Regions from separate parts of the Mus musculus genome. Here all the other regions are linked to region 1. Evidence: chromatin contacts called from public HiChIP or PLAC-seq and capture Hi-C data. All regions are on one chromosome and are shown on one strand. The core of a region is the stretch at or near the end of the contact, and the rest is flanking DNA. Distances in the headings are between cores, read along the strand shown.

Region 1 (2,700 bases), core at 65-2,564:
GCCCTTCAGGTAGCTTCTGTCTCTGTCTGTTTCTGTGTGTGCAACAGTAGCAATTATAGAAGACAGGATGGAAATGATGGAAATGTTCATGTGTGAAATTCTCATCAAAACAAGTGTTCAAAGCAAAACAAAACAACCAACCAAATAAAGAAATGCTACCTACTGCCTATGTATGTTTGAGACAGGGTCTCTCACTGTAGCCCAGGATATCCTTGAACTTGTAAACCTCCTTGTCTCAGCCTCCCCAGTGGCTGTGGGTACAAGCATGAGTTAGTACACCCTGCTCAGGTATGTACGTGACCTCACGGACACTTGCCTACTGCCCCTAGGGTAGGGGACAATATCTGCTTGGAGACAGATGCCCTATCGTTCCCCTATGTAGCTTCGAATGCTCTGGCTTTCCTATCTCTGGCATCCTTCTGTGACTTGGCACACATGCTTGCTTCTCTCCCTTGCTCAGGGCTGACTTCAGTATGGGAGAGAGGCCTGAATACTTTTTGATCTCCAAGCTTCCTTACAGCAGTAGGTGACAGGAGATGTGGTAGTGTTTTGTTTGTCTTCTTGTTGTTGTTGTTTTGTTTTGTAGGGTTTTTGAGACCTGGTTTCTCTGTGTAGCCCCTGGATGTCCTGGAACTTGCTCCGAGTTGGCCTCAAACTCAACAGACATCCTCCTGCCTCTGCCTCCCTAGTGCTGGGATTAAAGGCTGCACCACTGCAGTCTGTCAGCAGTGGTGGTTTGATGGCTTCATTTTTTTGACAGGATCTCAGGAAGTCCAAAGTGGACTCAGTAGCCAATTTCTAACCCTCTTGCCTCTACTTCCTAAATGCTAGGATTACAGGTATGCACCACCGTGCTCTGCTTCTGTGGGTAAGAAATCCAGGGCACTCAGGATAGGCAAACAGCTCCTGAGTCTTGTGTTAAACCCCTTCTTTCTCCAGGCTACCATATAACCAAAGGATATACCGGTTCCGCTCTCCATTTTAAAGCTCCAGTGCAGGACCAAAGACTGGGCGAACAGCAGGCGCTCAGTCCGTATGCACATGTGTGCAGATGGCAAAGCTAGTGTGTGTGTGTGTGTGTGTGTGTGTGTGTGTGTGTGTGTGTGTGTGTTTGTGTGTGTGTGTGTGTGTGTGTTGGGGAGGCTCTCGGTTGTCTCCCAGAAACCCCTGGCAAAACTAAGGCGCAGGATCTTGGCAGGCTGAGAGGCTAGCTAGGCTGCATCAGCGCTGGGAGTGTCCAAGTAGGGAGCGGCTGGTAGGCGGTCAAGGTCAGTTCCAGGGCAGCGGGAGGGGCGGGGCTCGGGGGCGGGGCTCGGGGCGGGGCTGCGACCCGGAGACAGTGATGGGCACGCCCCGACACGGGGCCTCAGCGCCGGAAGACGCGAGGACCAAGGACCGCTACAGGTGAGGTCACTGGGGATCCTTGTTCCCTCGCGCGGCGTGGGGTACACTAGGGGCATGACAGGGGCCGCGGAATTAGGAGGGGGCCGTTGCCTAGGATACTTAACGCCGGTCCGGAGGACCAGGTTCCTCGGGATTCATTGCTCCTCAATGTCCGCTAAATCTGTCCGGGAAGAACTTGGGGTCTTGGGAGGGGGAAGCAGGACGCGCAGGGGTAGCGGGGCAGGCGTGGCCTTGATCTTGGGAGGGTCTCAGACAGAAGGACTGAGGTGTCTGAGTGCAGCGGGAGACCCTTAGGAATCTCAGAGAAAGTGAGTAGGGTTACCCAGGGGTGCATTGGAGGCCTGCTTCACCCCGCCCCCCTGTGAAATAGGGGTTCTGTTAGAAAAAGCGAGACCAGCAATGACTGAATCCCCTTCTCTTCTCTCTCTCTCTCCCTCTCTCTCTTTCTCTCCTCCCCCTCTCTCTTTCCCTTTCCCACTCTCCCTCTCTCTTACTCTTTCTTCCTCCCTCCTCCCCCTCTTCCCAGGCACCCTGTTCTTTCCAAGACCACACACTCCACACATCCCCATAGCTCACTAAGATAATTTTGACCCTGGGATTTAGGGGTGTGGGGGGGGAATGCTCAGCTGTCTTAAGAGCTGAGGCCCCCGGGGGAGGACAGGTGTAGTTTGGAAAGAAACTTCCAGATCTCCCCACTCAGCACCTATGAACCAAGGCTAGCATCAGCTTCTAACATGAGCCTGTGTCCCCTGCCAACACACCCCAAGTGCTCAGCCACACTCTCAAGGGACTGCATGTCAACACTGGCCTAAGTCACCTCCTGTTCACTAGAGCTGGGCCTATCAAGTACTGTACAGCCAGTGGGCCTTGTCTGGAGGGAGATGCAGGTTGGCAATGGCCAGGGATGGGCAGGTCACTTGGGGTGTGTGTGTGTGTGTGTGTGTGTGTGTGTGTGTGTGTCTGAGTGCAGGAGTGTCTATGCCAAAGTGAGTGCTTCTTTTCCTTCTCCTCTTCATTCTATCAGCCAGTCCCTTTTAGCATGGGGTGTTTTTCAACGGTATATCTAGGGGTGCATTCCTCAGCAGCTGTCCCTAGAGTGCTCACTCTCAGCCTGGTCTTTGGTGTCCAAAGAGGGGAGCCATCGCCTCCCTTCCCCAGTGGAAGAGGGGACAGATATCATAGCCTATTGAGTCACACTTCAGGAGCCTCTTCTGCCTCGAGGCCACAGTGGAGATGTGGCTACCCTGTGTGTCAATGTTGAAATTTTCCTTCCTGAGAAGCCTGGATGACTCAAAA
Region 2 (2,700 bases), core at 49-2,548, 520 kb after region 1:
TCTCAAAACAAATAAGCAAACACACACACACACATATACACCACCACCAGCTAGACTAAGCTATAGTAAGACCCTGTCACAACAATAACTACAACAATAATAATAGGTGCCTTTAATGCCAGCACTTGGGTGACAGAGGCAGTTACATACAGAGGCCCTGTCTCTAAAAAAAACCCAAAAAACAATAGCAATAACAATAAATACTAATAATTATTATTTATTGTTAATGTTTTTATAATTATAATATAATAATTATATTATTACTATCTCCCCCCTTTTTTTTAGCTCTCTGTGGCCTCATCTTGGCCTGCGTTATTTTACTTCCACAACCATCCAAGTGTTTAATAACTACTGTCTCCAACTACAGATGAGAAAACTATGGTCAGAGAAATGAAGGAACTTTCCAGACCATTCAGCTAGGAAGTGGCGGGTAGTATTCAAAGCCTGGTTGTGCGCAACCAATGCCATCCTGATCCTCTATGGGCAATGCCAGACCTCATGAAAATAGCAACACCATCCAGGAGCCGCCGGGTTGTCAAGTGGAATGCCGCACTCCAACAAGAAAGCATTTCCTTCCAACAAGGAAGAAAGCAAGATGCCCAAGAGAAACATCTTGGTCAGAGGAAAGGCACAGGCAAGTAGCAACAGGGGCCAGACTTGGAATCCAGGTGGCCACAAGCACAAAAGCTGCCCACCTTTGGCCAGGCTGTGGAGAGTCACACCCTGAAGGCGTGGTGGGCGCAGTCAACAACGTACCCGCGCCCTACACAGCAGCCAGAGGATGCACAGCAGACTCGGCTGGCGAGCCGGACCCCATTAGGTAGGAGCTCAGCAGCATAGGTGAACAAAGTGGCGTCCTGTGGGCAACAGGGCTCGAACGCTGAGGACTGACTGGGCTGCTGGAACCGAGCAGAGCTGGGGCCGCCAAGGTATCCCGGTTCCCAGGGAAGTGGTGCGAGAAGCCCTCCCGCACTCCCGGCGGCCTCTCTGAGTGGCTGAAGCTGAACCCAAGCCTGGGTCGAGTGTTAGGGGGCCATCGAAGGAGTGTGGACCGTCCCATACCCCACCCCGACCCCGGCTCCACGGGCTCCATCACTCACCCAGAACACGGTGGAGTAGATGATGAGAGAGAACTTGAGCCAAAGATAGGAGAAGCGCGCGCAGTAGCGCACCTGCTCCGAGTCCCCGCGAGGCATCTTGGCTCCCGCGCGGGGCTGCGGGGCTGCCTCGATCCGGCCACCGCTCCAGGCCCCACCTGCGGCTGTCCCGCGGCCTGGCCCGCCACCCGCGCTCTCTCCCTGGACTGACTCAGGCGCGCCGCAATCACCGCTCGGGCCAGGGAGCGGACAATGCGGGCAGCCAATGGACGCGAAGGGGCGTGTCGGGGGCGTGTCGCGCTGTCGGGGCGTTGTTTCTATTCTAGGGGCGTGGCTTAGGCTACAGTGGACCGGGTGAGAGAAGGGGGCGAGACTCAAAAAAGGAGCGCTCCTGTGCATAGATCCTGTCCTCGATTTGTATCTCAGCGTGGGAGCGTGTGGCCTGGAGAGGCGCAGGAGTAAGGGCGAGCGTGCCCAGTTCTGTATTAGAAAACAGGGTGCTCGCACTGTAGTTCAGTGATAGAGGACTGCCTAAGAGCCTGAGTTCCTAAGTACCGTCAAAAATAAGGCTGGCTTTCCACGGGTGTGATTGAATACTGCGAGAAAGGACAGCGACAGTGGAGACAGTTAGGAGGAGGCAGAGACAGGCGGATCTATGTGAGTAATCTGGTCTGCACTGTGAGTTCCAGGACATCCAGAGCTACTCAGTGAGATCCTGTCTCGAAAACAAACAAACAAACAAACAAGCAAAACAAAACAAAACAAAATACCAAGTGTGTTGTTGTTGCAGTTACATCCTAGCGCACACCTTTGATACCTTGCATTCAGGAGACAGAAGCAAGTGGATCCCTGAGTTTGAGGGCAGCCTGGTCTACATAGCAAGTTTCAGGCCAGCCAAGGCTGTGTGACACTCAGTCTGAATAAAACACAAAACAAAAACAGCAAGTGAGTGTGTAAGAGTGATGGTCACATCCTGGAAGGTCACCAGTCCAGGGTGTTCCATTGGAGCAGCAGACTTCCGGAGACAGATCTGCCCCAGGCTCGTCAACCAGCTGACCATGGAAATTCCCTTTTGCCCTCCAACTCTGCTCCCAAAAAAAAAAGTTCTTCTCCCAGAAAATCCTCTTCTAGGACCTTCTACAAACCTAGTCACTACTCACTCACTCAGCCAGGGTCTGACCTCCCTCCAGCCTTCCCTTGGTGGGCTGGGCCACAGGTAGCTATGAATCGTTTTTCCTTGGTAAATGTTCCCAGCTGTCTTCTGTTGTTTTCCTGTCTCCGGCCTAGCCTGACTCTGTGCAGAGCCTGAGAACCAGACAGTCTGTGTTTGTGACAATCGGTAATTAAATGCATAGCTGCTAGTCAAAAGCTCTGAAAGTTCTGGTGGTGAATCTGGAAATGGCACCTGTAGACAAGTTCCCTGGGCTGAGAGGGGGGGAGTGTTCAGGAGGTGGGCAGGTCAGGTGCTAATCCTGGTATTTCTACTTAGAGAGAGAGAGAGAGAGAGAGAGAGAGAGAGAGAGAGAGACTGTCTGAATGTCATTGAGTCTGTGGGTGCTCTTGCATCCAAAGGAGATGTTGGATTTCTTGAAGCTGAAGTTAT
Region 3 (2,700 bases), core at 188-2,687, 780 kb before region 1:
CCTTCTTCAGTGCAAAGCCTGTGAATGTGCAGCTTAGGTCCAAGCCTGGCTCCATCCCCACACTTGTCTCTGCTCAGCATCCCTTCCAGACTTCCATTTCCAAGCATGGTCCTGCCTGTGCTGCCGGGGCCAGCCCGCCCCTCTGGATGGTGCAGCCTGGAGTCATACACAAGCACCTGCAGATTCCCCTACCCCCCACCTCCTCTCTGAAGGAGCCCAGATAAAACAGAGCTAATCCACCCCGGGAGAAGGGCTCTGTGCCTGCGGGGACCCAGGCACAAATTGGGATGTCCTGCCGCATTACTTCTGCTGAGCTGGACATCAACATCTCACCTCCGCACCCAGGCAAGCCGGGGACAGCCAAGGGAGTGGAAAGGCGGTGGGGGAAGGGACCAAGCAGCCACCAGGCCTCCATCAAAGGCGATGGAGAGAGAGCAGCCCAGCCAGAGAGGATTTTTAATGACCCCAAATCCTGGCACCTCATTATGACTCTGATAAGGTGATGGGGCTGTCACTTCCAGATGCAGCCAAGGGCTCCCCAGAGAAATTTTCCTGCCTTCCTGCTAATCTTCTTATAAACATTGTTATTTATTTTCCCTTATTTTATCCGACATGTGTCAAGCAGCCCCTGCTAAGCCTGTGACATCTCCAGGGAGACCAGAGGAGGTTGGCCTGTCACTCCCCCAGTCCTGCCCCCTTCCCAGGCCCTATTCTCTAGCCCAACACATGGGGGCCTGGACGGATAATTTTCCGATGTCTCTAAGAGTTTGGACTGGGCCAGAACTGGGCAACTGGGATCTAGGTGTTGAGTTAGCAGGTCACAGGCCATGCCAACCGGGGCTGGTTCCAAAGGAAATGTGTGTGTGTCGTGGACAGTATAGTTCGTCAACCAGCTGCTCTTGAAGCCTCAAGCTTGCTCTGGGTGTTCTTGGCTAATACCCAGAGTGGCCATCGATGTGTGTGGCTCTGACAGAGGCTGCCCTGTCTTAGGCACTGTAGTAAGCATTCCAGTCTCCCGTTGTTCCTCAGCAAGGAAAGCAAAGGCCAGGGAGGGGAGACTGTACACGCAGGCTTGGCAGCCCAGGCTGCAGAGGGGCTGCTCTGCTCACTCTGGCTTTTTCTCTGGTGCTCGATGCAGGGCCAGTGTTGTGTTTCCTTCACAATTCCCAGGGACCATCTCCCTCCAACCCTCCATGAACCCAGGACAGGAGTAAAGCCCAGTATCTGCATTCTACCTTTAGTGCATGGAAACAGGCCAAGAAGAGAAGGTATGTGGGTCTCTCAGGGTCACACTGCCAGGGCAAGAATCCAGGTCTGAGATCTCTCTGGAAGGCTTAGGGACAGTTGCTAGAGAGTGCCACCAGGAATCTGTCTGGTGTTTTGTGGTGTTGGGCTTCAACAGGACTTCTGCCCTCTGTGTTGCTCCGTAGCCTGTGGTGATGCTGGAAGGCCTCAGAACTTCCATAAGACATGGAACATTCTAGAACAGTGGTTCTCAACCAGCAGGTCGTGACTGCTTGGCAAACCTCTATCTCCAAAAATATCCACATCGAGATTCATAAAAGTAGCAAAAGTACAGTTATGAAGTAGCAATGAAAATAATTTAATGGTTGGGGGTGGGGGCTCAGCATTGGATGAGGAACTGTAGTACAGTGGAACCCTAATGGTGGAACCATTAGGGAGGTTGAGAACCACTATTTTAGAAGGTCTACAACCCCAGCCTACCCTCAATGTTTGTGCTACATACACACATCCCCTTCGGAACCAGGTCTGGTTGGCAACAGTCTGTGATGTAATTCAATATGACCCCAGCAGCGTTCTGGCTGGCTCACAGTGGGGCTCTGGTCTTGCTGTTGCGGATGGTAGCAAGTACAGTAGTTCCTTGTCTTGTTGCTGTGTTAAAATGCCTGGCACAAGCAGTTCCAGGAGGCAAGGCATTATCTTGGCCCACTGCTGCAGAGGACAGGCTGTCACAGCAGGAAAGGCAAGGTGGCTGAAGGGTGGCGTGGTTGGTCACAATCAGGAAGCTGAGAGACATGCTTGCTGCTATCCAGACCGCTTCCTCTTCTCATTCACGACGCCATCCAAGTATTAGTGTTACTCATGTCTAGGGTAGATCCTCCAACTGCAACGAACCCCATCTGGAAACCCCTCAAACACATGCCAGTAGGGTATGTAATACCTAGAACAAACCTGTAAGCCCCACCTGCCCAAGGAGCAGGTAACCTCCTGGAATGCTGGGAGTTGTAGTTCTTGATAACAAAAGCCTCATGGGAAAGTACGGAGGCCTATAAGTTTGTCTTTGTAACCACCACCACACGTAGGTTTGTGGCCGCCGCTGCCACCACCACGTGTCTCAGGACGATTCAGCTGGGAAATTCCAGAGAGTAGTTTTGACCAAAGTCCTTCTCTTAGTCAGTATTTAATATTTAATAAAGATTTGGACTAATTTAATAAAAAATTGCCCCAAAATGGTGGAATTGGTTTTTGTCGGGTGAATCTCAGGATTAATCATTTATTTCCTAGGTGATTCTGACAGAATTAGCCTTCCCCGTGACTAACGCTCACCGAGTTTTAGGGAGCCTCCTCACAAAGGATCTGGCACCCCATTCTACAGATGAAGCAACTGAGGCCTTTAGAGATGTGCCATCCACCCATAGTCACAAGGCATCAGCGACAGAGCAGCCTGGACCCTGTGAC

The links. HiChIP or PLAC-seq counts read pairs in DNA pulled down with a chosen protein or histone mark. Capture Hi-C pulls out chosen DNA fragments and counts their contacts.
Region 2: a contact with region 1 is called in a capture Hi-C map of embryonic stem cells, with 3 times the contacts expected there. The contact joins the promoter of Tspan15 here to the promoter of Aifm2 in region 1. A contact is called at or near these places in 4 of 39 promoter capture datasets (embryonic stem cells, hippocampal neurons and stem cell-derived epiblast-like cells), 1 of 484 Hi-C or Micro-C datasets (embryonic stem cells), 3 of 115 datasets of contacts at active chromatin or transcription factors (embryonic stem cells, pancreatic cancer cells and stem cell-derived neural progenitor cells) and 1 of 9 other capture datasets (embryonic stem cells).
Region 3: a contact with region 1 is called in an H3K4me3 HiChIP or PLAC-seq map of bone marrow-derived macrophages, with 3 times the contacts expected there. The contact joins the promoter of Pldi here to the promoter of Aifm2 in region 1.

The regions. Positions count from the first base shown.
Region 1 is chr10:61,713,949-61,716,648 of GRCm38.p6, forward strand. It overlaps Aifm2 (apoptosis-inducing factor, mitochondrion-associated 2), which reads left to right and starts at 1,315. Exons shown (of 10, transcript NM_001284300.1): 1 at 1,315-1,404.
Region 2 is chr10:62,229,920-62,232,619 of GRCm38.p6, forward strand. It overlaps Tspan15 (tetraspanin 15), which reads right to left and starts at 1,299. Exons shown (of 8, transcript NM_197996.2): 1 at 1,101-1,299. The coding sequence starts at 1,196.
Region 3 is chr10:60,936,695-60,939,394 of GRCm38.p6, forward strand. It overlaps Pldi (polymorphic derived intron containing), which reads right to left and starts at 1,438. Exons shown (of 3, transcript NR_033616.1): 1 at 1,236-1,438. Gm26947 (a long non-coding RNA gene) reads left to right here. Exons shown (of 4, transcript XR_001779779.2): 3 at 1-1,268; 4 at 2,527-2,700.